3 separate regions of the Mus musculus genome follow, and regions 1 and 2 are each linked to region 3. The links are chromatin contacts, called in public Hi-C and promoter capture Hi-C maps. All regions are on one chromosome and are shown on one strand. Each heading gives the region's core, a stretch centred on a gene start, on an enhancer-like site or on the middle of the called end of the contact. The rest is flanking DNA. Distances are from core to core; before and after follow the strand shown. Region 1 holds the start of Gpr61 (G protein-coupled receptor 61). Region 2 overlaps Gm36778 (a long non-coding RNA gene). Region 3 holds the start of Clcc1 (chloride channel CLIC-like 1).

Region 1 (4,419 bases), core at 1,254-3,753, 500 kb after region 3:
AGCTACTCTGAATTCGCGCTGAACAGAAGCAATAGCAGCCCCTTTGCTGTCACCAGCACTGTTCTAGCCTTAAGCACACAGCCCCCTCCCCTGCCCACAGGTCCCTTTCTCTCTTCCCTGAGCCAAGACAGCTTCCAGAACCTGAGAAGATGAGCTAGAACCCGCAATCTCCCTCATACCCTTTTCCCAATAGTTTTTTAGTAGAGGGCTCATGACCTTGCCTTTGGCCCCACTCCAGCTTATTGGCCAGCTATGATAGCTGTCCTAGCTCCCTAGGAAGCAGGCTCTATCTGTTCTAGAGACTTTGTATCACGCTGGGGAGTGAGGAATTTTGACTTTTGCATATATGGAAAAACTAATGCACATCGACCTCAGAAGCTGAGTCTTCCTTTCGACCGGCGAGCACACCCAAAGCTGAACCCAGTCTAGTGCTTTCTGTCTGTAGTTTTGTTAGAACAATGGTGTCTGCTCTCTCTCTCTCTGAATCCCTGGAAGGGGTTCTATGTCCTATATCAATCTGTGCTATTGTCCTGAGTGCCACATCAGGGCCCCAGAAAGGCATGGGACCAGGAAAGATCCTATATTCAAAACACCTTATATTCAAACTGAATGAGGTTTTCATATTGGCTCTGGCTGTATTTGATCTGGAGAAGGTCACGTCACCTTGTGCCCTCTTTTCCCTAGAGATGATGCTTTAAACGCTGATGTGAGGATGGAAGATGTATGTCATGTCTGCCGCTCATTAAGAATTCAGAGATGGTGACTGCTGGAGTCAGTCACCAGCTGTAGGCTAATCAGTTCTCATGGTTGTTGGCTTGGGGCCTAAAGAAGCCAGCCTATTCTGAGTTCTCTGGGCAAGTCACTGGTTTTATGGCTCTTTGTCTGGATCTAGTAAACAATTCTAGAATTCCCTTTTGGAGCCAGAAGGAGTTGTTGGCTATGCAGGTCAGTCCCCCACAAGGCGTGGTGTCAGCTCCGGATCTGATCCACATTCTCAGTTCAGGCTCATGGCTCTGCTATGTGGGGCTATGGACTTTGAGCAATGTCTTGACCTCAAGAATACAGGTACCAGCAAGGTAGTAGTAGCTCATGCCTTTAATTCCAGCACTTGAGAGAGAGGCAGGCAGATCTCTGTAAGTTGGAGGCTAGCCTGGCCTACAGAATGAGATCATGGATACAGCCATGGTTACAAAGAGAAACCCTGTCTTGAAAAACCTTAAAAAAAGGAAGAAGGAAAGAAGGAAGGGAGGGAGGGAGAAGGGGAGGGAGGGAGGGAGGGAGAGAGGGAGGGAGGGAGGGAGGGAGGGAGGGAGGGAGGGAGGGAGGGAGGGAGGGAGGGATATGGCTACCTTGGAGCTGGAGAGTCAGCTCAGCATTTGTGTTTCTTGCAGAGGACTCAGGTTTGGTTCCCAGCACCCATATGGTAACTCACTTCCATCCATAACTCCAGTTTCAGGGACCTAACATCCTCTTCTGACCTCTGTGGCCAGCACACAGGCAATACACATACATACATGCAGGCAAAACACCCATACACATAAAACAAACTTAAAAGAGAGAAAATAGAGTTCGTGGTGTGTGGAAATTTTTAAGCTGCTGTTTTAGGATCCTATCCTTGGTATCAGTAACTGACAACGCTTTTCATAGCCAGCAGGAGGCCAGACCCCTTCTCTCCCTTCTAAAGGTTTGTCATATGGTGGTGACATTCGGAGTGATGTTCCCAGCTCTGTCTAGCCCTACAAATGCAGGCCAACCTGAGCCTTCCAGAGAATCTGGCTTCTACTCTGATTTCAGGGAGCAGAGGTGTGGCTGTGTGGAAGGTCGTTCAGGGATATTAGATACCCCTGTCTCCATAAGTCCCCAGAGCTTCATTCCAAATAAACATACAGTTTAAGCAAATAATAGTGATGCACTTTGGGCAGCAACAAGTGCCAGGTCAAGACAGGGCCTTTGACTCCTCTTCAGATCCCACTGCTACCCATTAAGCTGACTGCTATACAAATGTGTTGCTTTCTTAAGGGGGCCAAATCATGGATCGGCTTCTGGAACCTCAGCTTTTCCCAGGTCTAATCTTGGAAGTTCTGGCTGTGCACTGACCTGACTACTACAGAAGTACCTTGGTTCTGGTATCATACAGAACCAGGCAATAAACAATAAAGCTGCTAGAAATCTTGGTGGGGGTCATCTACCCTGTAATCCCATTGAACATATAAGAAACAAAGGTCAAATGGAAATGACTTGCCCAAGGTAACTCAGCTATTAAGTGCCCAGGGCTTTTTCTTTAACCAGGCTAACTGGGAGGGTTTCCCCTGCCTCCTTGCTGTCAGCTGGCTCCTGGAAGCTTTGAGATACAGCCAGAATCCTGAAAGAAGTATGAGGAACTGGGCTTTCTGGACACTATTGTCTGGGAACCCCAAGGCCCAGCTGTATGCTCCAGAAGTGGCTCAAAGGGGCTGGCAGATAGCAGGAGGCCACTAGGACCCAGAAGCTCTCAGAGCATCCTGCTCTGCTGGCTGCCTCTCTCCGCTCACTGCAGTGGTTCAGGCTTCAGCAGCCTTGGAGAGGCATCAGCTGAGAAGAGCTATCACATAGGCGCTGGGAGCTGCTCAGCAAAGGTAGGAGTTGCCGACTAGGCCAGGGATGTGGGGCAGACCCAGGGCCTGGTGGTAACTGCTGTCTCAGCTTATAGAAGGGTGGCATTCCAAGGGGCAGCCCACCCTGTCCTGTGGTGGGCAGTTCTGTCACAGGATGGGCTCTCCGGTGTCCCAAAGGTAGTATTGGCATGTGGGCATCTCCAAATCCAAGAAATGGGATATTGATCATTATCTGCTGGCCAGAGAAACTACATCCTGCAACAGACAGCATTCTCTGTCTGCCTCGCTCAGTCTCATAGAGATAGGTCCCCACATCCCTGGATAGGCCTTTCGGCATTCCAGGATGCTGGGTATCTAAGTCCTGGGCGTGGGCAGCTCTGCTAGGAAGAGGTGTTGAAGGTCCCTGGAAATCTCCCTTGGCCTAAGAGGCCCGTGTTCTTGCCTGAAGGCAGGCCAGACTCTGATCCTTGGCATAGAAGCTCTGGATATGAGAAACAGGTTCATGTGAATCCCAGCAATACCTATGTGGCCTTGGCTAGGCACGTGTGCACATCCTACATCCTGAAGTGAGGATACCTCTCCCTTGACCATGGCCCTGCCAGAGGCCAGACCTCAGACGCTGTAGTGGCAAAGCCTTCAGGTGCTTGCAGGTCTTGAAGATGAGGAGGTGGCATTGAAGGAAGCAGTGGGAGGATGTGAGCATCTATTGAGGCATGATGACATGAGCTAAGAGTGGAGTCAGACTCCTTGGGTTTCCCCCATGAAGCCATTACACCATGGCCCTCCCTTCCATAACCCTCCATCAATGAGAGAGTACTAAGTAGCCAACTCTGTTGGTGTGTCTGTTACGAGGTACATTGGAAACCATGGAATTTGAAGTCACTGTAGAATTTTTGACAAGACTGGGGTGGGGTGGGGGTGCTGGGGAAGGAACTATAAGAAAGAAAGATGCCCAGTGTCTGCCAGCCTAAGGCTCCATCATGGCTGCATAGCACCCTTCCGTGTCCATGTGTCCACAAGAAAACCATGTCTGCTTTTCTCAGTCAGGGATTGTATCTAGGTATTGCTGGATTGGACTCCTGCTATCCATCCGCACATGATGGACTCTTCCTTCTTTGAGTACCACATCTTTTAGGCCCCACTCCCAGGTAGAATGGATGTAAGGGGGGGGGGGGACTGGGAGTAAAGGGTAAAGATGTAAAGAGTAGGATTTCTTTTAAACATTTTATTTTCCCTGGTAGACTGTCTTATGAGAATCTGACATCTCCCTGGAGAGAGGCAAGTCTCTAGGCAGTTGTCCAAAGTTAGGGAAGCCGAAAATTCAGGAGCCTGGGCTATCCTCCTCAGAAGAGAATCCCCTGGCTGGCACACAGATGACTGACTGAATATTTCAGGAGTTTGTACTCTGTGGCCAGGATTCAATTAGTCAATTTGAGTCTAATTCAACTCACAAGAATTGCACTGAACACCTAATGTATGTTTCGCATGTTAGAAGTTGGATTAGTGCAAGCTTTGTGGTAACACCGCAAACCTATGGTGAATGCAAGATAACTCTGAGAGGAGTGGGGCTCTGGCAGGCTATGTGGTTCTCGTCACTGAAGTTATAGAGAACAGAGTTTTTAAAGTGGAGCCACCACCAGGTGCTCCCCATCCCAGCTCACAGAGTAGTAAAATGATATACATAGGCAGCTTGATGGTCTTCTGGTCCAACCCTCCCATTTCATAGATGCAGAAAGTGTGGTCCAGAAAACTTTTAACTTGTCTACAGAACAGCCATCAGACTTGGCACTGTGGCTTGTCTCTAAGCTGTGTAACTCGGCACACT
Region 2 (4,271 bases), core at 448-2,947, 410 kb before region 3:
AAGCCAAGCAAAACTTCCAGTGGAGGGAGGGGGCCATCAAACCACCCACAAAACCTTCAACCCAAAATCTGCCCTGCCTACAAGATACCCAGGGATAAAGATGGAGCAGAGATTTAGGGAATGTCCAACCAATGACTGGCCCGACTTGAGATCCAACCCATGGGAGAGAGCCAACCAACCCCTGACACTATTAGTGATACTCTGCTGTGCTTGCAGACAGGAGCCCAGCATAACAGTCATCTAACAGCTTCATTCAGCAGTTGATGGAAACAGATGCAGAGACCCACAGCCATACATTAGGCGGAGCTCGCTCGGGAGTCTTGTGGAAGGACTAAGGGAGCCAGAAAGGTCAAGGACACCATAAGAAGAGTCAAATAACCTGAGCCCCCTGGGATTCACAGAGACTGAACCACCAGCCAAAAACCATGCACGGGATTGACCTAGGTTCCCTACATATATGGAGCAGATGTGTGGCTTAATCTTTGTGTGGGTCCCTAACAACCAGAAAGGACACTGTCTCGGACTTAGGCTGTTTTGCCTGCCTTTGGATCCCTTTTCCCTAGCTAGGCTGCTTTGTCAGGCCTCGAGGGGGAGGGGGGGTGTGCTTACTCCTGATGCCACTTGATGTGCCAGGTTGGGTTGGTGTTGGGTGGGGGGACTGGGAGGGGAGGAGGAAGGGGTTGCAATCAGGGTGTAAACTGAATTAACTAATTAATGAATGAAAAAAAAAGAAAAGAAAAGAACCCCAAGTAACCACAACATACATTCCTTGACCCTTCACCTGTAGAAAACTCCACTAGCCCGTCCTCACTTAAGAATTTTATAGAAATGGAGTTTGGGAGCGAAGTTCTAATCTAATTCTTATTCATATTACCCTAGAAACATTTTCACAATTTTTAGTTTGAGTAGAGCCAGGACATGAGAATACAGAAGAGAGGGAAAATGCAGTCATGAGTCACTTAATGAAATGGAAAGTTTCCATAAAACATCAAAGTGTTCTCACAAAAACCTACACTATAGTCGGCAACAGGTCCAGGCTGCTGCATTTAGCCGTATTTAGTGTGTGAGGTCTGTCTGCTGTTAAGCAAAACACTGTTCTGCCACACGATTCTAAAGTCAGTTTTCTAAATCTCGTTTTCATAAAAGAAAGCAATGCACCACCTCCTGGACACAGCCGAGGTTTTTATAAGCAATGAATTGTTTTTCAACATATCACCGAGTGACAAAGATCACGCCACATCTTCTCTAGATTCCTAAAATAATTGCAACAACAGGGAGCTGTTTGCCAACTGTTTTGTTCAAATGAGGACCAGAGTGGCAAAGCCCAACTTAGCTGAGGCGTTTTCAGGAACAGGGAGAGCTAAGCCAAGGACTAGCCAACGCATTCACAACAGTAACTTTTTAAGTAGCTGAGCCGGCTCTGGCCAGTGTCCTCCCATCATCCCAGCTCCTGGAAAGGCTGAGGCGAGAAGAAAACGGAAAGAGGAAAGGGGGGTAAAGGATGGAGAGGTGAAGAGAAACTGACTATCCTCAATGAAAACTTAGAAGTACCGAGAGCAGGTGTCTCAGGTAAATCTCTCCCTGTCCTTGCATTCCGGACTCCTAACGCTATCCCTGCACTGATATCCCTGCCACCACCACCACTAAGCTAACTGCTCCGGGATTCCACAGCACAGACAACCAATGAGTGAGACTCTGTGAATGCAGAGCCTAGCGCTCCCCCGAGGGCCTGTATTCCTCATTCTTTAGCCCTGAGACAGACCAGGAGAGGACCTTCATTCCGTGGCCTTGGTCACAGACACGGGTAACATCTTACTACATGGAATGCTAGTAGACGTGATGTGTGATGTGTGACATTTATTGAGAAAGCAAGGGTGGAGCCAGTGAAGTAATTCTGGGCTAGAACCCATAGCCTGTACAGTACTATGTTCAGTCCCCGATATAAGAAAAGGAAGGGAGGGAGGGAGAGAAGGAGGGAGGGAGGGAGGAAGGGAGGGAGGGAGGGAGGGAGGGAGGGAGGGAGGGAGGGAGGGAGGGAGGGAGGGAGGGAGGATGGGAGGGGAGGGGAGGTAGAAAGGGAGGGGAGGGAGGGGAGGAGGAGGAGGGAGAGAGGGAAGGAGGGAGCAAAGAAGGAAGCAAGGATTCTTTTAACACTCAGTTTACTTTTTGACAAGCCAGAAGTAGAAGGCACCAAGGCCCACGGAGATGCTAGTGGTGCCAGTGGGAGAAGCCTGGGTCTCTGAATGTCAGAAAGCACCTGCCGAGTGGGAACACTTACATTAGACTCTGATGTGGAAGAGAGAAAAGCACGTGTATTTTAAAAGCCACTGAAACTTGGAGGTTTACCTGGGTCATTGGCATGATCATGATGACGCTTCCTGTGTGTAGGCAGTTCCTATGGATAGTTCTCCCACTGCCTGCGAGTAAACAAACCTGTAAATACAATAGTCAGAAACTCCTAAAAGCTGTCAGGATCAGTTCTGCTCTTACATATGATCACAATGAGATCTCAGAAAAGAAAGCAAGCAAAGGAGAGAATCCAAGATAAACAGTCCAATCCAGAGACAAACGAGGTCTTCCATAGAATCAGAAATAAATAAATAAATAAATAGATAAATAAATAAATAAATAAATAAATAAGTGGAGCAGACAGCTTTAATCTCAGCACTCAGGAGGCAGGGGCAGGTGGATGGATATCTTGGGTTAAGGTCAACCTTAAGTAAATAAATATAAAAATAAGCATTAAAAATATTCAACAGATGCATATAGAGAAAGTTATGAAGGTATTTCTGTCCACAAAACTAGACTGAAGTAACCCTGGGCCTCGCCCTGACCTTCCACATACATTAGAACAAAAATCCAGAGAAAGAATCCGTGGAGAGGCTGGAGAGATGGCTCCACCTCTCTTCCAGAGGATCGAGGATTTGACTCCCAGCACCCACATGTCAGCTCACAACTGCCTGGAACTCCAGTCCCAGGGGGTGCAACGCCCTCTTCTGTCCTCTCCAGGTTCTGCATTTACCCAGTGCACTGACATGCATGCAGGCAAACATCCACCCATATCAGAAAGAGAAAAGGTTTAGAAACTTTAAGGAATTTTAGAACTTTAATTTAATTTTTGGAAATTAAGCATGTAGTTGCTAGAAATTTTAAAGCCTAAGGAAGACATAAAACTAGTCTAGTCTGTGCCCCTCCCCCAGAATATAAAGCAAAAAATACAGCCATGAAACATCAGAGAAGAGTTTTTAAAAACACAGAATATTTAGTAAGTAGAATAGAAAAGAAAAATTCAGGATGAAATAGCTTTGGGGATGGGTCTTTTAAGAATTTTTAAATTTTCTATTTATTTATAGGAGGACTGGGTGTCACAGTGGCCTTAGGAAGATCAGGGGACAACTTGCTGGAATTGGTGCTCTCTTTTACCATGTGGGTCCCGGGGGATGAACTCAGGTCATCAGGTTTGGTGACATGTGTCTTTGCTGTGTCACCAGCCCATGACAGAGCTTATAAAACTCACAGACTGTTGGGATAATCTTTTTGTGCACTGTGTAAAGGTTGTCTTTGTTTTATTCTAATGTTGATTTTTGTACCAGCAGAGAGTTGAGTACAGGCCGGACTTTGGTATTGTTATTTTTCATCGCCTGCCTGGGTATGTTGTGAACATTCTTCTCTGTCACATTCTGGTTGGCTTAATAACGAGCTGACAGCCTATAGCTGAGGTAGGGGAGGAAAATCAGGGCTTCTGGGCAAAGACAGGAACTGTGGGAAGAATTCAGAGCTGGGGGATCGGAGGAAGTTCCACTCAGATGTTCCAGTGCATAGCGAAGAGTAACGGGCCATGTGGCAAGTGTGGACTAGTGTAGATGAGGTTAATTAAGTTATACCAGCTAGTCAGGAAGTAGCCTAAGATAAAGCCTGAGCCATAATAAATAATAATAAGTCTCTATGTCTTTGTTGGGAGCTGGCAGATTAAGACAGACAATAATAGACAAATGATAGCAGATGATAGATAGATAGATAGATAGATAGATAGATAGATAGATAGATAGATAGATAGTTAATAGATAGATAGAAAGATAGATAGATAGATAGATAGATAGATAGATAGATAGATAGATAGATAGATAGAGTTACAGAATGTTGTTGTGGATGTTCTCAGTAAGGAGAATAATGAATGTCAAACAAAATGAATGAAAATGCACCTCATATACTATAAAATTTTATGAAACAGGGCCTGCTGGTCAACCTTGTCCCATTTATATTTCTAGTGA
Region 3 (4,225 bases), core at 947-3,446:
AGTATTAATGAGTGAAGAAGTAATTAAGAGCATATAAAAACTGAAATAAGGGCTGGAGAGATGGCTCAGCGGTTAAGAGCACTGGCTGCTCTTCCAAAGGTCATGAGTTCAATTCCCAGCAACCACATGGTGGCTCACAACCATCTGTAATTGGATCTAATGCCCTCTTCTGGTGTATCTGAAGACAGCAACAGTATACTCATATAAACATAAAATATTAAAAAAAAAAAAAAAAACCTGAAATAAAAGCTACAGAAACGGCATCCTGTATCCCTTTCGTGGGCATGGCATACTTCTTCATCAACAGAACGAGTGAGAAGGAAGACAAATTTTCTCAGATAAAAACAGGAGTTTAGGGTGAAGGTAACGGACGTTTAGAAAACAAAAGCAAGAGGGCATCACTTATGGAGGCTGACAGCCTGCCAAGTACCACTCACAAAGTTACACCACGGGCAACCACGTGACTTTCTCCAATAGTGACCAGCAGGTGAAGAGTTAACCAAGACTACAGAATGAATAAAATGATGGAAGGCAAAAAAAAAAAAAAAAAAAAGGGGGGGGGGAGGCAGCCAGAGTTAGATTCCACACCAGAATGAGCTGGGAAGTCAAAAAGGGGGGGGGGGGGGCTATGGAAGAAACCAAAACCACAATCAATTGGAAATTCAATCCCTCCTGTCAGAGGCCGGTGGTCATCTAAGACTAGAACTCTTTGAAAACAACAACACTTAGAACTGATCCCACACTTCCTCCAAAGTTGCAATCTGGACCTGCTTCGAGCTTATTTTAAAGACAAGTCTCTGAGATAGGGCCAGCCAGTGCTACATAGACTGACTCGGAAAAACAAAAACATCACAAAAATCTTCCTATGTTGCCTCAGTTTATGAAAAAAACCTGCGTTACTCTATGACTTGTCGGTGGACACCAGTTAGTTTGTATCATTTTCTCATTGCCTCAACTACAACACATGTACTCCAGTGCGCACAATAATAGTATATAAAAAAACATACTCATACAATAATAGAGGACATTTTGTTACTGAAACATATGCTCCTTTAATCCTTACAAAAACTCTTGGAAAGGGCACCACTGTCTCAATCCCAGAAAAAACGGGTAACATGCCCATGGCCTCTGAGCTCTGAGAGGTTCCTTGGAGGTTAGGGTTCAAAAGCGGGTGAGGAAACTCTGCTGGGTCTTATCACACAGGTGGGAAAACCAGAAAAGGGGCTTCTCACAGGGGCGGCCTCTGGCTTAGCTCTTAAGATGTGCAGGCTGATTGACAGCCACGAAATGGAAACCCTCAAGAAAGTCACTGATTTCAAAGAATCAGAGGTCTAACCAACCAGCCAAGCAGGACTAACCGGGTTAAGGGAAGTCAAATTCTCGGTTATCTTAGAAGCGGGAAGTCGCTATTTAGCTCACGCGTGTTCTTGTCCTTTCCTGGCAATTGAGGTTGTTTTTTTCTGTTTGTTTGTTTGTTTGTTTTTCGAAACGAGGTTTCTCGGTGTATCCTGGAAACGCTGTAGACCAGGCAGGCCTCGAACTCAGAGATCCGCCTGCCTTTGCCTCCGGAGTGCTGGGATTAAAGGGTGCCCACCGCCCACCAGACAATTTTCATTTCCAATATGTGCCCAGACAACGCTGAGAAGAGCACTTTTATAATCAGTATCATGGAGAAAACCTGACGTTTTGCACCTAATTATAAACCCACAGACTTACAGCATCAACTAACTTAATATACTCAAATTAAATTTGGAGTTTCATACCATTACTCCAACAAATCCAATATATATATATAATTTTTTGGCCGTCAGTATTTGTTGCAGATTCTGCCAAGGTTTCAGATAACACAAGCAAGGATGCTCTTGCCCCAGGGTGGGCCGCTCGGTATATTCGCAGGGTTAGCCGAGACAAGGGGAATGACTGGCGGGCGCTGTCTACCCGCGTAAGACGGAACAGGGAATCGCCACGGGCCCAGGCCCCGGCACCTCTCACGCTGCCGCGCCGCCTCCCACGCAGACCCGCGGGCCGCCCCGACACACCGAAGAGCGCCCACTCACGTCGAGGGTCCTGCCTGCTCTTTCAGAGGGACCCGGGCCAGCCCGGCCGCGGAAGACGCCGAGCCGCCTACCTCAAACACGGTGCACTCGGACTGGAGTCCCGAGCGGACTCATCGACTCGCTCGGCCCGCAGCTGTGCGGCCTTCCCGCGCGCGTTGCTGATTGGCTGCGCCGCGGGGGCGGAGGCGGGGGCGGGACCAGGCCGCGCTCCTCTGCTCTGAAGTAAGGGCTTTTCAATTACCCAACCACCAGTTCAGTTCAGACGGTCGTGGCTAAAGGAGCCAAGTACGTCTAAATAAGTAAATAAGTAATAAGTAAATAAGGAAAGAAAAGAAAGAAAGAAAGAAAGAAAGAAAGAAAGAAAGAAAGAAAGAAAGAAAGAAAGAAAGAAAGAAAGAAAGAAAGAAAGAAAGAAAGAAAAAGAGAGAGAGAGAGAGAGAGAGAGAGAGAGAAAGAAAGAGGGGGGAGGGAGGGAGAGAAGGAGAGAGAGAGAGATAGAGAGAGAGATCTACTTCGAACATAACTTTCTAAGTGGAAGATAATGGTTAACTAGTACTATATATAGTGAGGGAGGCAAATGGGAGTTTGGACGTAAGGTTTGTTTTGTGTTTATCTTCAACTTCTGGCTTTGCAGTTTCCAAAGTGTCCAAAGAGGAACCCCACCCCAGAAATGAATACAAAAACTAACTGGCAATGAGACACTGTTAGTATTTAATTTGGTATTCTTGGGTATACATACATCATTTACAACTTTTTAAGATTTGTAGTCGTTTTAGATTTATTTCATATGTATGAGTGCTTTGCTTCATATAGTATGTGTTCCACGTGCGTGTCTAGTACATACAGGGGTCAGAAGAGGGGGTTGGATCCCCCTAGATAGGAAGTCCCAGATAATTGTGGCACCAACACGTATTTTCTTTTTAATTCTGATTGTGTTTCTGCATATGAATGCAGTTGCCAGCAGAGGTCAGAGCTGCAGTTGCCAGCAGAGCATCAGGTACCTGAGATGCAGAGTTATCGGTGATCTTGAGCCACAAAACTCGGTTGCTGGAAACCGAACTTGAGTTCTTTTAACAGCTAAGCCACTTCTCCAGCCCCATTGCTACTGTGGCTGGTAGCCTTTCAGATGTAGATGATAAGATCCTACTGCTGTAGCAACCATGTGTGTACAGAAGTCAAGATGGAACTGGACTGAATGCTTACTCTGGAAGGTTAGCTTTCATAACATAAGGATGCCTTATGGAAGAAGTCACCAGCAGTCTTGCCCTGCTGTGACCTTGTATGTTACCCGGCTGCCCTCCCAGGCAAGATGTACCCACATTTGCAATAGTGGCAAACTGTTAAGTGGGTAGCCATCTTCTTTCCAGCTTGATTTGAGGCCCACTCCATAGGAGGGGATTCATGTCCGGCACAGTAGACCTGATCAAATCTGCGTCTGGGAGGTCAATGCCCTAGGGGGGAAGCTACTGTTCTTTTGCTGACTAAATGTATCATACATATCAAGCAGCCTTCCAAATATTTATGTTTACCCAAACATTAGTACTGCCTTCAGCTTTGGGCAAAGAAGCTTCATTTTGCAGTAGTAGTGCTTAATACAGAGACTCATAACTGCTCAAAGTGCTGAGAATAAGTGGCTTGAATGCTCAGCCCTAAATGAAACATCTAACTTGCTCCTTCCAAAACTCAAAGAACATCATTTGGTGGGTTGGGGGGTGGGGGTGGTAATGGTAGAATCTGAGAGCCAGAGGAAGGGTAGAAAGGTAGGCGTGTTGTGGACTCTTGTCTCCCTGGCACGACATGAACTCACTAGTAGCTAAGAACTGTTACAAGGCAGTATCTGTCTTGACGTTGTGAACATGACATGTGAACATGGAACAGGGCTATGGGCAGTTAATGATTGCTTGAGGAGAGGAGGTATTTTCTTCAATGGTATAGCAACTAATTAAGTTGCCAATCTATACTGTAAATAACCTTTCACCTTTGCTCACGTAACCAACCCTAATTAAACTTATATTAGCTGAGTCTCCACTCTTCTTTTTAATAGCATGCATTAATTATAGATAATGGTTTCATCGTATTTTCATGTTTATAATGTATTTTGATCAAACCCACTTATTATAACCCTCTTTTGTCCCCTTCCCCCTCCTCCTGACCCACTTTCCACATCA

Evidence for each region. Promoter capture Hi-C pulls out the DNA fragments that hold promoters and counts their contacts. Hi-C and Micro-C count contacts between places; a contact is called where the count stands out from the background.
Region 1: a promoter capture Hi-C map of stem cell-derived epiblast-like cells shows a contact between it and region 3, with 2.8 times the contacts expected there. The contact joins the promoter of Gpr61 here to the promoter of Clcc1 in region 3. A contact is called at or near these places in 3 of 39 promoter capture datasets (liver and stem cell-derived epiblast-like cells), 1 of 484 Hi-C or Micro-C datasets (regulatory T cells) and 1 of 115 datasets of contacts at active chromatin or transcription factors (memory CD8 T cells).
Region 2: a Hi-C map of adipose-derived mesenchymal stem cells shows a contact between it and region 3, with 3 times the contacts expected there. The contact joins the enhancer-like site here to the promoter of Clcc1 in region 3. A contact is called at or near these places in 2 of 39 promoter capture datasets (the C10 cell line and hippocampal neurons), 6 of 484 Hi-C or Micro-C datasets (B cells, the Ba/F3 cell line, the G1E-ER4 cell line and 2 more) and 1 of 9 other capture datasets (macrophages).

Annotation. Positions count from the first base shown.
Region 1 is chr3:108,153,016-108,157,434 of GRCm38.p6, reverse strand. Gpr61 (G protein-coupled receptor 61) reads left to right here and starts at 2,503. Exons shown (of 3, transcript NM_001305461.1): 1 at 2,503-2,615.
Region 2 is chr3:109,056,872-109,061,142 of GRCm38.p6, reverse strand. It overlaps Gm36778 (a long non-coding RNA gene), which reads right to left. Exons shown (of 4, transcript XR_375965.2): 2 at 2,347-2,417. Among named protein-coding and RNA genes, the nearest start is that of Gm36778, 3.3 kb to the right of the region's middle. Within about 2 kb of position 1,697, at least 37 of the 459 cell types and tissues checked have an H3K27ac peak or open chromatin away from gene starts, as enhancers often do. A contact at or near this core is called in adipose-derived mesenchymal stem cells, where this site is marked.
Region 3 is chr3:108,651,884-108,656,108 of GRCm38.p6, reverse strand. It overlaps Clcc1 (chloride channel CLIC-like 1), which reads right to left and starts at 2,196. Exons shown (of 12, transcript NM_145543.2): 1 at 2,129-2,196.